2 separate regions of the Mus musculus genome follow, and region 2 is linked to region 1. Evidence: chromatin contacts called from public HiChIP or PLAC-seq data. All regions are on one chromosome and are shown on one strand. Each heading gives the region's core, a stretch centred on a gene start, on an enhancer-like site or on the middle of the called end of the contact. The rest is flanking DNA. Distances are from core to core; before and after follow the strand shown. Region 1 overlaps Magi3 (membrane associated guanylate kinase, WW and PDZ domain containing 3). Region 2 has its middle 18 kb from the start of Gm5546.

Region 1 (6,716 bases), core at 3,095-5,594:
ATAAGTGATGAGGGAAATTGAAAATGTTTTGGGATCATATAGAGATAGGCTGCAAATCCAAAGACAGGATAAACATTTACTTCCTTCTATATGCCAGGTACTGTTCTTGGTGTAGTAGATACAGTGATGAAAACTTAACCTCCCCAAAATTCCAGTATTCAGAGAATTCACATACTAGTATTCCAAAGAAAATGGCTACAAAAATAACACTAATGTCCATCTTTTTAAGGTCTGGCTTCCCAGTCCTCTCTCAATTAAATGTAAGGACCTCCTGGACATTACAAATTTATTCAGGGACACTCAGAGTAGATTCTTCACCCTCACATTTTTATTTTAATTCAGTGAGAAATATGAAAGTTAAGCAAAAGATACAAAAAATATCAATTTTATTTGCAAATTATCTTTGAGTAGATCCAGAATTTAAATTAAAAATATTGCTAATGAACTTTTCAGATAATTTCTTCTGACATACCTCCAAAGTCTATGTGCTTTGGGTTGAAGGCTGTATTAAAAAACCAATTTTGTTTTAATCCTGGGAAGTAGAACTATGCCAGAAAGATTCCCGTATCCCAGCATTACAAGTATTTCAGATAAGGTGATGCCACATCATTAATGACAGCTTACTATTGCTAACTTATATTAGTTTACAAGATGACCCACAGAAATATACATTGTTCCACACAGCTTTCATAGAGAATTAGAATCCTAGCACCTGCTCTGCATATAGTTCAAGAAAATCTTTAGGATTTCAATTCAAGATTAAAGCCAATCTAAGACCAATCAGAAGTTGTTAATATGTTTACAAACCCATGCTTCCGCTGCCATTAACAGCTTCTTTGTCCTCATCTTCTTCTTCTTCAGGGAGAGAGCTGTCCATCCTTTCCATCTTGCTGACAGATGTGGTTCTTTTTCTTTGGGATTCTGTGTCAAACTCATTGTCAAAGAGGACCTGATCAACTGGATCGGGCTGGAAAGGACTAGGCTCTGCTGGAGGCTTGGGTGTGCCATAGAAATTTCCTGTGGTGTACAAAATGATGGCAGCTGAAAGTACGAATGCTGACCAAGCTTAAAGAATGCCTCTGTCACTGACTAAAAGGCCAAACAAAGCATTCTGTATGACTAATTTCTCATATCTTGTCATACGTTAGCTATCATACTAAAACTGCTCATATTTTAATTTTGTTTTATAAAGTTTCTGAATTAGGGCTGAATTTGGAAATATAAAAGCATTGATTCTCTTATGAAATAATGAAAGACACAAAAGGTATATAAAATGAAATAATTTTATTCTAATGTATAAAATGAATTATTTTACTAAAATGAGGATATATACAAAGGCTAAGAACTATTTCATATAGGAATATAAGCTGTTGTGTAATTTTAAAAAGCTTTCTGCACACTTGAATTATATTACCTGACAATTTATTGAAGAGCCATTATATATCAAGTTCTATACTAGTATACACTCAGAAAAGCAAGCGATAGTTTAATGTGTTTTTCTGAGGATCTTTGATTTTTCCAGTACCAGTACTTGGTCAAGGTAAGAATAAAAACAAATGAAATAACCTTCAGTTTGTTATGCAGCTTGTACTGAGCAGGCAGGCACCATGGGAAAGTGTTCAGGAGTCTAGCTGTCTCAACAATCACTGTTCCCACTCCTTTCGACTTTATATCAATTATTATGTTACTGTTATAAAAAGCTAAATCTAATTTAAGAATAAAACATTTTCACCTTTTATTATTGTGCTTATAAAATATCACACTTTTAATCAAACTGTTCAGTTCTAAAAGAGATAATTAAGATACAGATTGACATAATGGAAATTTTTAAAAAATTGGTCATTTTTCCCTAGATAGAAAAAAATCATGTTAGGCTACATAACACTAAGACAAATCTAGAAATAAATAGTATACTCTAAATCCACATGTTAGAAGGAGAAAACATTACAGTGAAATCTGTGTATGTTTGACTATAAGTACAATTATCAATATTCAAAAAGTCAAACTCAATTATTTCTTGGTTTTCAAACACATATTTGAAGGGGGTTGCCATATAGATGGGTACAGAGATTTGAATGAAAACAAAGTAGACTTTCTGTCAATTCTCTGACCTGCATATGAAGATGCAAGGGAAAAGCTAATTCATTATCTTCCGAGCAAAACACTTAATACTGTAAGCAGAGTTTGGCTGGGGGAAAAGATGTACCATAATCTCAATTTTTCCCCATTTTATCATATTGTATAGACAGAAACTCACTGTGTAGCCTTGGCTGTGTTGGAACTCACTTGTATACCCAGGCTATTCTCAAACCACAGAGATTTATCTGCCAGTGCCTCTTCTGGAATTAAAGACAGACAGTACCATACCCAGCTATTTTCCCGTTTTAAAGCTCAGTAGTCACACTATCAAGGATTTGGATCACCCAAAATAGAAACAAGTACATGTGTTTTAGGGAATGATAGTATCAACAGAACTACATTTTACTGTAAATTCTCAGTTAACTAAATGTAGAAAAATTAACATATACTTAAGGAAAAGTTAAGGGAAAATGCAGAGTACAAATTGCTATCTAGTCACAGATAGGTTTGGGGGTTTCCTAATAATTTTTTAAATAGTGCCCTTCTTTTAAAAAGGCCTTCCCAGGGCTGGGGAGATGGCTCAGCAGTTAAAAGCAATTGCTTCTCTTGCTCAAGACCCAGGTTCAATTCCTAGCACCCACATGGTAGCTTACTACCATTCATAAAATGTCTACAAGGCATGAACAAGGTATGCATGCATACATACATACATACATGCAGGCAGGCAAATGGATATTTTTTAATCTAAAAGCTTTTCTTTTAATTAAGAAAAACCTTTTAATTTATAGAGCTATCAACTATAAATATTGCAAACATGAAATTGTAGATAGTAATATCTGAATAATAGTAGAGTTATATATGTCATAAACATGTTTGCTTATATGAATATAGGAATATTTATATCCTCTAGGTATTAGATTTCTCTTTTAAAATCAATATTTAGCAGAATTTTCTCACATCTCCCTAACCCAACCAGACTGGCCTCTAACTTCCAGAGATCCATCTGCCACTGCCTCTCTGCCCCTGCCCCCGCCTCTGCCCCTACCTCTGCTTCCAAAGTATGGGGATTAGGACTACAGGTATATAGTATCATGCTGGGATCTCTGTTTTTGAGAAGAGGATCTTATTTGAGGCTAAGATTGAATTCCTGATCTTGCTACCTCTTATCTCCCAAGTACTAGGATTATAAACATGTTCTTTTATACTTTATTGTAATTGTATTTGCTTTTATTTTTCTCCTTGAAACAGGTCTACTTCTAGAACCATTATGTTTGTAAACTTATCAAACAAGAACCCCTGTGCTCTGGTGTGAGGAATGAAAACAGACAACTATTCAAAACTACTTCATCAAGCTGAGTAAATGTCCTCTACAAGTAAGGAGAGATGAAATAAAATGTAATACTCAAATATGGCATACTGTAAGAATTAAACGTAATGAATTCAGATAAATATAGGATAGTAATAACAAGGAGTAATCTAAAAGCTATAGTAATATGTAAAGACAATAGAGAATGAAATGAGACAAAAAACAGAGATCATATAAGTAATAAATATGTGCAAAATGTACAATAAACTTTTTGTAAGAACATATATAAACGAATAAGAAAGTTAAATATAAGAGGTAAGCTATCGGAATAAAAGTGAGAACAAGTGCTGGCCTCGGCAGCACACAGACTGAAACTGTAGCCGCACAGAGATTAGCATGGCCCCGTGCAAGGATGACGCAGAATTCATGAAGCAGGCCAGATCTTTACTGGACTTGGGGTTATTTATTTATTTTAATTTTTACTTTTGGGGGGATGTCACAGGGTGGAGGGGCACACATAGATGGACTGCGTATGGTCAGGTACATGATGTGAAATTCCCATAGATGTTCCCATAAAAACGTTATATGAAAAAAGGTGAAAACAAATTAGCTTGTCCATCCCTTTGAGATGTCTTCACTTGGCAAAAATTATATTCCTATTGTTTTTCTCTAAATTTGTTGTTTTGTTTCCTTTGTAGCATCTCAGTTTATTCTTAATTTAATTTTCACGACCTTCCCTACTAAAATACAGAATTTATTAAAGCAATAGCATTTTGATCTTGTTCACCACAGTATTCCTGGGTCTCTTACAAGACTTGGCATATAGTACGTACTTGTCAAGTGGTTGCTGAATAAATAAAACATGATCTAATCAATTTTTAAATGAATGGATGATTCATGTGAGCTGAGGCCAGAAAAAGTAGGTCAAAGTTTATAGGCAGGAAGGAAATGACTCAACGTTCTGAATAAGAAAGGGATGTGATCGGAAGTATCAGAGCTGAGCCTGAGGAAGCCCAGTACTGTAGCAAGGGGCAGGATGGAACTAACAAAGCAAGACACTGAAGCGGGGCTAGAGAGGGGGAGACCAACTGCAATAGTATGATGAACTCAATAAAGGCCCTACAATGTTATAATGAACTCAATAAGGGCCCTACAATGTTATAATAAACTCAATAAAGGAGCTACAATGTTATAATGAACTCAATAAGGGCCCTACAATGTTATAATGAACTCAATAAAGGACCTACAATGTTATGACAAACTCAACAAAGGCCCTACAATGTTATGACAAACTCAATAAAGGCCCTACAGCCGCATGCCTTTAATCCCAGCACTCGGGAGGCAGAGGCAGGAGGATTTCTGAGTTTGAGGCCAGCCTGGTCTACAAAGTGAGTTCCAGGACAGCCAAGGCTACACAGAGAAACGCTGTCTCAAAAAAAAAAAAAAAAAAAAAAAAAAAAAAAAAAAAAAAGCCCTGCAATGTTATGATGAACTCAATAAAGGACTTACAATGTTGTGAGGAACTCAATAAAGGCCCTACAATGTTACAATGAACTCAATAAAGGCCCTACAATGTTACAATGAACTCAATAAAGGCCCTAGAATGTTACAATGAACTCAATAAAGGACCTACAATGTTACAATGAACTCAATAAAGGCCCTACAATGTTACAATGAACTCAATAAAGGCCCTACAATGTTACAATGAACTCAATAAAGGCCCTACAATGTTACAATGAACTCAATAAAGGACCTACAATGTTATAATGAACTCAATAAAGGACCTACAATGTTATAATGAACTCAATAAAGGACCTACAATGTGGCAGTGAGAAGAAAACCATGGAAGTGGCTATCAGGAAGAAATGACCACGTGTGGTAACTGAAGTGAAACAAATATTTGCACTCATGCACAAGCATGCATGTAAATGAGATGCATTCAAGGGTCTTTACTGAACATCATCTCTATACATTGAAGACAGCATAAAGTAAGAAAGGCATTATCTTTACTACACAGAAGTTGTGAAAGGCATCCTTATAAAAGCAGAAAAAGACACGATGAAAAAATTTAAGGTGCTATGGGAGTGGATAAGCTTGCCAAGAGAAAAGTGTGTTCTTTTTTTTTTTTTTTTTTAAAGTACATAACATGGAATCATTTAAGAATTGAAACTGATCTTCAGTTTGTACTTCAGGGAAACAAATGGGTACAGGAAACAGATATGAAAATCAATTACTGATGCTATCCCTCAATCTATACTTCCTTTTCTGCAAGATTTTAAGGTACACACAGGCTTTTCAATGTTTATGGACTTTAGACTTCCAGCCATGGACAGAAAGCCATCAACAAGCACTTGTTGGGTTTAGATGATGATGGTGAGTTGTTTTGAAATATGTAAACTTGCCAGTTTGGTTAATTTTCAGTTTATTGTTCACAATGAATTTTTTAATGTAATGTAATGCTTTTGGTTATTGTCTAATTCCATCTAATTGTTAAATTAGGAATTCCCTAATCAAAAGAAAATCACATTTTCAAATAATGTCTTAAGACTTATTCTATTTTATTTTTACTTTTTTATTTTTTATTTTTGTTTGTTTTTCGAGACAGGATTTCTCTGTGTAGCCCTAGCTGTCCTGGAACTCACTCTGTAGACCAGGCTGGCTTCAGACTCAGAAATCTGCCTGCCTCTGCCTCTCAAGTGCTGGCATTAAAGGCATGAGCCACCACTGCCTGGCAACTTTATTTTATGCATACAGTTATTTTGCCTCATGTATATTTGTGTACCATATGTGTGCAGTGCCCACAGAGGTCTGAAGAGGGCACTGGATCCCGTGTAATTGAAGTTTAACAGCTGCTAAACATCAGAAATCAGAAGCAAGTCTTTTGGAGGAAGGATCAGCCAGTGTTCTTAAATGTTAATCCATCCCCCTAGTCCTTCCAAATAACTTTTTAAAAATTGAATTTACTGATGAAATTCCCTCTGAAATGATTCTGGTTATCTGGAGGTAGTTTTCATATTTGGGGACATACCATCATACGTTCCACTTTCTAACAATGCTCCGCTTTCTTCCAGTGCCTTGAATTGTTCAACAGAAATGAAGTTATAATCCACCCCTGGGACTTCCCCATCCCTGGGAGCCCTTGTAGTGCCTAAGGAGAGAAGAAAAAAAAATACTTGTAAAATACTTTTTAAAATACAAGTACTCAGAATGCTATAAAGTTCAGTCTAAGAAGACTACAAGGAAGACAAGTTATTTAATACATTGTATCTGATGTATTAAAGTATCATAATAACTATAGGAGAAATACACTTGAATAAAATAGTAATAAAAT
Region 2 (6,716 bases), core at 2,382-4,881, 250 kb after region 1:
GAGGCCGACACGATAGTGTTTGAGAATGGATTGGATATGGGCATAAAGGAAAGAGGAGGAATCGAGAATGACTCCTAGGTTGTGGCTCAAGTGGTGATTAGCTAGAGATGTAATCTCCTGAGATGGGGAAGCCTGGGGTGGGAAAGCCTAGTGTTTAGAGAGTATTCTTCTACACACCCTTAATGATGGGTTCTCCTTACAAGGACAACCTACCAGTCTACTGAGATCAGAAAGGTCTTATAATGAGTCCTAAACTGCTTCTCTGAAAATTTGACCACTTACTCCAAAGCCCTCCTCTATCCCTTACAAGGGAGACTTACGTTCTTCTGGATGTTCTCTCCTGTGATTAATTTACTCTTTTTTGTTATTGTTGTTGTTGTTATTTCTGGATCATGGCAGATTTAAACTGGTTTTCCTTCCGCCTCATACCAGCCTATCATTACAAACAGCCAGATCCATCTTCCTAATGCTCTCCTCATTAATGACAGAGGGCAAGGCTCTGTGCTTTATCTAATAGGACACTAAAGTTAAGACTCTTTGGTCTCAGTTTTCTAAGGCAGATAACAGGGGAATACTTTTTAAAAACACTACTTTGCAAGTATTTTAAGTAGCCAAAATATTCTTAAGTTTCCAAGAGGATCCCACATGTATAATGTTAAAGAATCAGGGGCCTGGGGAGATGATATAGTTAGCTGGCAAAGTACTTGCCTGGAAACATAAGAGTCTGAGTGTGATACCCAGAACCCATGTAGAAATTCCATGTGTGGTGGCTTTGTAAACCTAGTGCTGGAAAGGCAGAGACAGAAAAATCCTCAAGGTGACCCTAGCCTACTCGGCTACCTTCAGGCTAACGAGGGACCCTGGCCCAAAGAAGGTGAACATTATACCTCTGCTCTCACCTCAAGACACACGAGCTTCCAGGGCAACACTTGAGAAGTTTGATGCTCACACCGGAACGCAGGGTGTCTAGGGTGAGGTAGGTAGGTCACTGGGAGTCCGGCCCTTGGTAGCCCTTGGGAAGGAATCAGCACAGTTCTCGTAGAACCCCAATCACTGATTCCCTTCAGTTTGGCCTCTGGTGGGAAGGAGCCTGTGATGGATGACACCAACCTCCGAAACCGTGAGCTGAGTTAACCTCTTTTCTTTAAAGAGTACCCAGCCTGTGATGCTTTTATTATAGCAATTGAAAAATGGACTGTCTGGAAGATACCACAGACTGGTGTCTCACTGCTTGGGGAATCTAAAAGGTAATGATGAGCTGTCAGGATATTCTGAAGACTAAGTCTGAAGTCTAAAGGGGCAGTGATTGCACTGGGCAGCCTGTGCTTGCTTTTTGTACTACAAAGACTCTTATTCCCATACAGCTGAACTAAATTGTGTAAGGACAAGGGTGGCCTGGATCCATTTTGAGGCCTTCCTAAAAAGACTACCAGGAGGTCTTTGTAGAAAAAGCTTTTGGAAAACCAGGGCTGGGGCTGGGGTCTTGCAGAGGAAGTTGCCTCAACTACACATACACAGTGTTGTTGGCTGGATGGGATAGCACGCCTTTAATCCCAGCACGAGCTGGGCAGATCTCTGTGAATGAGGCCAGCCTGGTCTACAGAGCAAGTTCCAGATCAGCCAGTGTTACACAGTGAGACCCTGTCTCAAAAACAAATAGATAATTAGAAAACAAAATGCTATTGAGCCTCTCAAAAAACCACCAAAGAGCCCAGAACTAAGTTAGCTTTAAAACAGGTCACCAAATTGTGATACCCTCTTAGAACAGCATTCATCAAATAAGCACTTCCTGCTCCCTTTAGCTGCCACCCTTGGTCACAGAAAAGTCAAAACTCACAGTCTGGTGGAGGGAAGAAAAGAGGAAGAGGAGGCCACAGTAAGAGAGAAGCCACAAGCACCTTCTCCATGCCCAGCCCCCATCCTGAGAAAACACTAGACAGGACGAGATTAGGCTCTGACATTTTAATTCTGACCATTTTACGCTGGTCTTGAACAATATTAATTACTGAATTAATTAATTACTGAGCAGAAAGAGACTTTCCCCATTTTAAAAGGATGGTAAAAGTTTAAAATAAAGTCTCTTCTTGATACCAATTCAGGAGTCCCCTTGTGCAGCTTTCTGGGAGCAACAGATTTAAAAAGCCTCCTTAAGTTGTCCCCTTTATGTACTTCCCTCCAGGCCTCTGCCATGCCCTTGAGATTGCCCACACCCCTAAGTACAGAGTTTGATGCTGTCCCTTACTCAAGCTCATCTCTATTTTCATTAGAATCTTTCTCAGTTCCAACAGAATATCTGACTTCCATCAGGCAGTCCCCTGTGCTTTGTAATAACAACAACGATTCAGCCAACATTATACAGTCAACCCTCTGTATTCATGAGTTCCACATCTGTGGCTTCAACCAACTGAGAATTGGATACGTGGAAAAAAAAAAATCTCATCTGCACTGAGCACTCACGGCCTCTCTCCACTGTCCTGATTCCCTAAACAAGAGAGTCCAGCAACTGTTTGTGCAGCGTTTACTTGTATTCTGCAGTACAAGTCATCTTGAGGTGGTTTTAATCTGATGGGTAGGGTGGCATGGAGCACACAATGGCAACTCCACCACCATCCCCTCCCAGGGACTTCAGCATCAGCAGTCATGGGGTCAATCCTCTGCAGATACAGGAGGAGGCTGTATCAGTTCTCACAAAAGCCTTCTGAGATAGATGTTATTATTACCTCCCTGGCTGCACAGCTGAAAACGATGAAACCAGCTGACCAAGGAGGCTGCGATGGAGCCCAGGAAGCCTAAAGGGAAGTAGTTCCTTCCCTTGCACCTTACTAGGACTTGCTACTCCAGCCTTCCCTGTCTCCCTGATTCTGCTACCCCAGATATCTTCCAAATCCCAACTCAAACCCCTCCTCCGCGGAGTTTTCCCTAATTACTTTACAGTTGTCTTTTTTTCTCTGAGCTGCCTAAACATTTCATTTGTCCCAGAACTTTAAAACTTGAGTGCGTGCTGTGCATTTCTGTTGTCTTGTGAGAGCTCCAAGCATTCCTTCCAGAGAGAGACTGGCTTTCCATACTTTCTTGCATTTGTCACGGCAGTGGCTCTCAAGCCAGAAAGCGGGGGCGGGGGGGGGGGGCGGGGGGGCTCACAAACTAAGAAACACATACATGGCACTTAAATAATAGAGAAGGTGTTTGACCTCACTGTCATAAGAGGTATGGGAAGATAGATAGGTAGATAGATAGATAGATAGATAGATAGATAGATAGATAGATAGGTGACAGATTAATAGAAGATATATTGTAAGCATATAGAGAAAAGATCAATTACAAATGACAGATTAATTCTATTATTAAATTGATGATAGACAAATAAAAGGTAGAAGATACAAGTAGATAGATAACTGATAAATGATAGATAAGAAGATAAGTGATAAGTATGTAGAAACAGAGATTGATATAGATAGGTAGATAGACAGACAGACAGACTGACTAATAGAATCTCTTTGTGTTACTATTTGTTACCTGTCAGATAAGCAAACATCCAAACACAGGGCCACATTTGGACAAAGCTGTATGGGAAGGAACCTTTCTCATGCTGCCGATGGGGATGTAAATGATGCAGCCCTTACAGAGAAAAATTTGGCAGCATCTAACGGTATTACACATACATTCTTTTTGGCCCAGTAATCTCACTTTTGGGAATCCATCCTGAAGATGCACTGGCAAGAATCCCAAGTGCTGCATGTTCAAAGCTATTCTCGCTGTGCTATTTATGAAAGCAAGTCTGAAGAAACCCAGTGTCAATCAATAGAGGCCTGGTTAGATCACTGCAGAGCAGCCATATCAAAGGGGCCTGGGCAGGAATGAGGGGCGATCACTCCTGACAGGAATGAGGGGCGATTACTCCTGGCTGTCCTGAACGCTCTTCAGGATCTGTTGCTGAGTGGACAAAGCAAAGTGAAGGAAAACGCAAACGGCAGACATCATTTGTGCAAGAATCGAGTGGATGTAATTACCTATTCGCTTATATTTTCAAAAGGAAATAATGGAAGATTAAACTGTAAAATAATGAAAAGTGTTATGTATGAAGGGAAAGGTGGGGGAGGGGTGGTGAGATCTGCCCCAATACATCCTTTTATAGTTTATAGTCCTAACTTATTTTTTATAATTATTTTATTAGAATCAATTATCTTATCCAGTTCAAAATAAAATTAAGGGACCAGTAAGATGGCTCAGTGTGTAAGGGCCCTTGCCACCAAGCCTTGATGACCTGATTTCAATCCCCAGGACCTACATGGTGGACAAAGAGAACCAAGTATCACCCATTTTGCTCTGTTGTCCACATGTGTGCTGTGGCATGCACACACCCACACACATACACACACAGAGAGAATAAATAAATGTAGCTTTTAAAACATGAAAGAAAACATTAAAAACAAACAAACAAGCAAACATAAATGGCAAAGCTTGAACAGTTCTGTAAGCAGCGTGGAGAGGCCTCCCTGCTAGAGCTAGAGGAGGCCAGAAGGATTCATGTGGAGACAGCCTGGAGCTAGAGCTGCTCCTGTGAACTCAAGCTTAGCTTAATATAGACAGGGATGGGCATGCATAGAAATATCCACCACTGGGTCTGCACACAGGTTGCTGCACAGACCTCTCTTTCCGTGTTATGTTGGGCCCCATAGCAACAAGCAACAGACCATTCAGATCACAGTGTCTAATACCATTCTCCAATCAAAGGAACCAGGGCTTCTCAGAGGTTCTAATGGGACAAGAAATGCAGAAGACAGTCCCAGCACATCTGACAGTGACAGAGAGTAAGAAAGTGCTATTTTTAAAAGACATTATGGAGATATATCTAAGGGACAAGAGACAAACTGAAAAGCTCCCAGAGGTCAAACCTGCATAGTAACTGCAAGCTTCAATTAATACATTAGAGTATATGTTGAAAAAAAAACAATTAAACTGTTTTTTTTGTTTATTTGGGTGTGTGTGTATGTGTATGTGTGCATGCATGTGTTATGAGCATGATCAGAGAACAACTTGCAGGACTTGGCTTTCTCCACCTCATGGATTCTTGGATCAAACTCAGGTCACCAGGTTTGACAGAAAACACCCTTACCCACTGAACCATCTTGCCACACAGACATACAATTTTAATAAATAAATAAACATAAAGGAAAGGGTTTCCCATTCTAAGCAATCTGTGTGAGTCTCCAGCCCTGAAGAGATGAACCCCTTAGCTGAGGACTCTACATAGTGACCTCATCTTCCCATGGATGCCCTGAGGAAGGAAAATGAGCAGCGAAATCTGACAAGCGCTACTCAGTGAGGGGGTTGATGTTAGCATCAGAGGTGAGAAAAGAGGGTGTTAGGGAATTTGAATACATGTGATATGAAAGTTCAAGGGGTGACAATGTGTAGAAAGGAAGGGAACCAGCTGGGGAGAGGAGCCCTGGAGGTAAAGGAATGAAATTAAACAAAGTACACACACATACACACACACACACACACACACACACACACACACACACACACACAGATGCTATAACAAAACTCACTGTTTTACAGAAACAAGACATGTTATTTTGTAGGCCAACTTCAAATTTTATTTTTAAAAAATCAATAGCAGTAGGTCACATTAATAGTATGGACCCTTGATAGAACTTGAAGAAAGTGGCACTTTAATCCTGGTCTTCTTTCCCAAGACACAGAGCTCCAGACTCACTAAAAATGTTATTCAAGAGTTTAGGGTGTGGATGTAGCTCAGTTGGTAGAGCGCTTGCCTATAATGTATGACATAATCCCAGGGCTTAGAAGGTAGAGAAAGGATCCATTGGTAAAGTGTCTGCCATACAAGGGTAAGGTCCTGAGTTCAATCCCCAGCACCCATACGATGATTTACAAGTAATGGCCTGGGGCTGAGGTAGGGTAACTCAGTGGTACCTTCACCATTTTTTGTATATCTATGTAGTGGTTTGAGTATGCTTGGCCTATGGGAAGCAGCACTATTAGGAGGCATGCCCTTGATGGAGGAAGTGTGTCACTGTGTAGACAGATTTTGAAGGCTCCTAGTGCTCAAGCTCTACTGCTCAAGTGGAAGAGACACTCTCTCTTGACTGCCTTCAGATCAAAATGTAGAACTCCCAGTTCCTCCAGCACCAAGTCTGTCTGCAAACTGCCATGCCTCCCGTCATGATGATAATGGACTGAACCTCTGAAACTGTAAGCCAGTCCCAATTAAACATTTTACTTTATAAGAGTCACCATGGTCATGGTGTCTCTTCACAGCAATGGAAACCCCAACTAAGACTGTGGGGCAAGTGGACTGTGTCGCCAGACAGAAGAACTGTGAGGTTGAGCAGGCTCAACCCCTGGGGAATTTTAGAATTGAGAACGGCAGGTATGGAACCAGCTCCCTGTCAAACTACCTGATCTGGAACATGTAACCATGACACCCCACTGAGAGGACCATGACAATTAGTCATGTAACATGAAAACCTGGCGTTCTCCATGATACTGAGGGATCTAGGTAGGCCCCGAGTGTTTAATCAATGAGCTTCCCTTCCTGGGCATCCTTCCTGCAAAAAATCCCTGGTGCACCCTGAGTAAGGTACATACATCCACCATCTAATAAAACAGTTTGGACAAGCAAGGGCTATCTCCTTCATCAAGGATGGGGGAGGGGGGTTGCATGGTGAGTATAGGAGGAGGCCTTCATC

The links. HiChIP or PLAC-seq counts read pairs in DNA pulled down with a chosen protein or histone mark.
Region 2: a contact with region 1 is called in a CTCF HiChIP or PLAC-seq map of the NIH/3T3 cell line, with 10 read pairs. The contact joins two enhancer-like sites. A contact is called at or near these places in 1 of 39 promoter capture datasets (liver), 2 of 15 datasets of contacts at CTCF or cohesin (the NIH/3T3 cell line and pro-B cells), 2 of 484 Hi-C or Micro-C datasets (3T3-L1-derived adipocytes and muscle stem cells), 1 of 115 datasets of contacts at active chromatin or transcription factors (cardiomyocytes) and 1 of 9 other capture datasets (embryonic stem cells).

What each region holds. Positions count from the first base shown.
Region 1 is chr3:104,088,652-104,095,367 of GRCm38.p6, forward strand. It overlaps Magi3 (membrane associated guanylate kinase, WW and PDZ domain containing 3), which reads right to left. Exons shown (of 21, transcript NM_001159354.1): 3 at 6,414-6,533; 4 at 808-1,017. Among named protein-coding and RNA genes, the nearest start is that of Phtf1os, 120 kb to the left of the region's middle. Within about 2 kb of position 4,345, at least 44 of the 459 cell types and tissues checked have an H3K27ac peak or open chromatin away from gene starts, as enhancers often do. A contact at or near this core is called in the NIH/3T3 cell line, where this site is marked.
Region 2 is chr3:104,338,695-104,345,410 of GRCm38.p6, forward strand. No RefSeq gene overlaps it. Among named protein-coding and RNA genes, the nearest start is that of Gm5546, 18 kb to the right of the region's middle. Within about 2 kb of position 3,632, at least 19 of the 459 cell types and tissues checked have an H3K27ac peak or open chromatin away from gene starts, as enhancers often do. A contact at or near this core is called in the NIH/3T3 cell line, where this site is marked.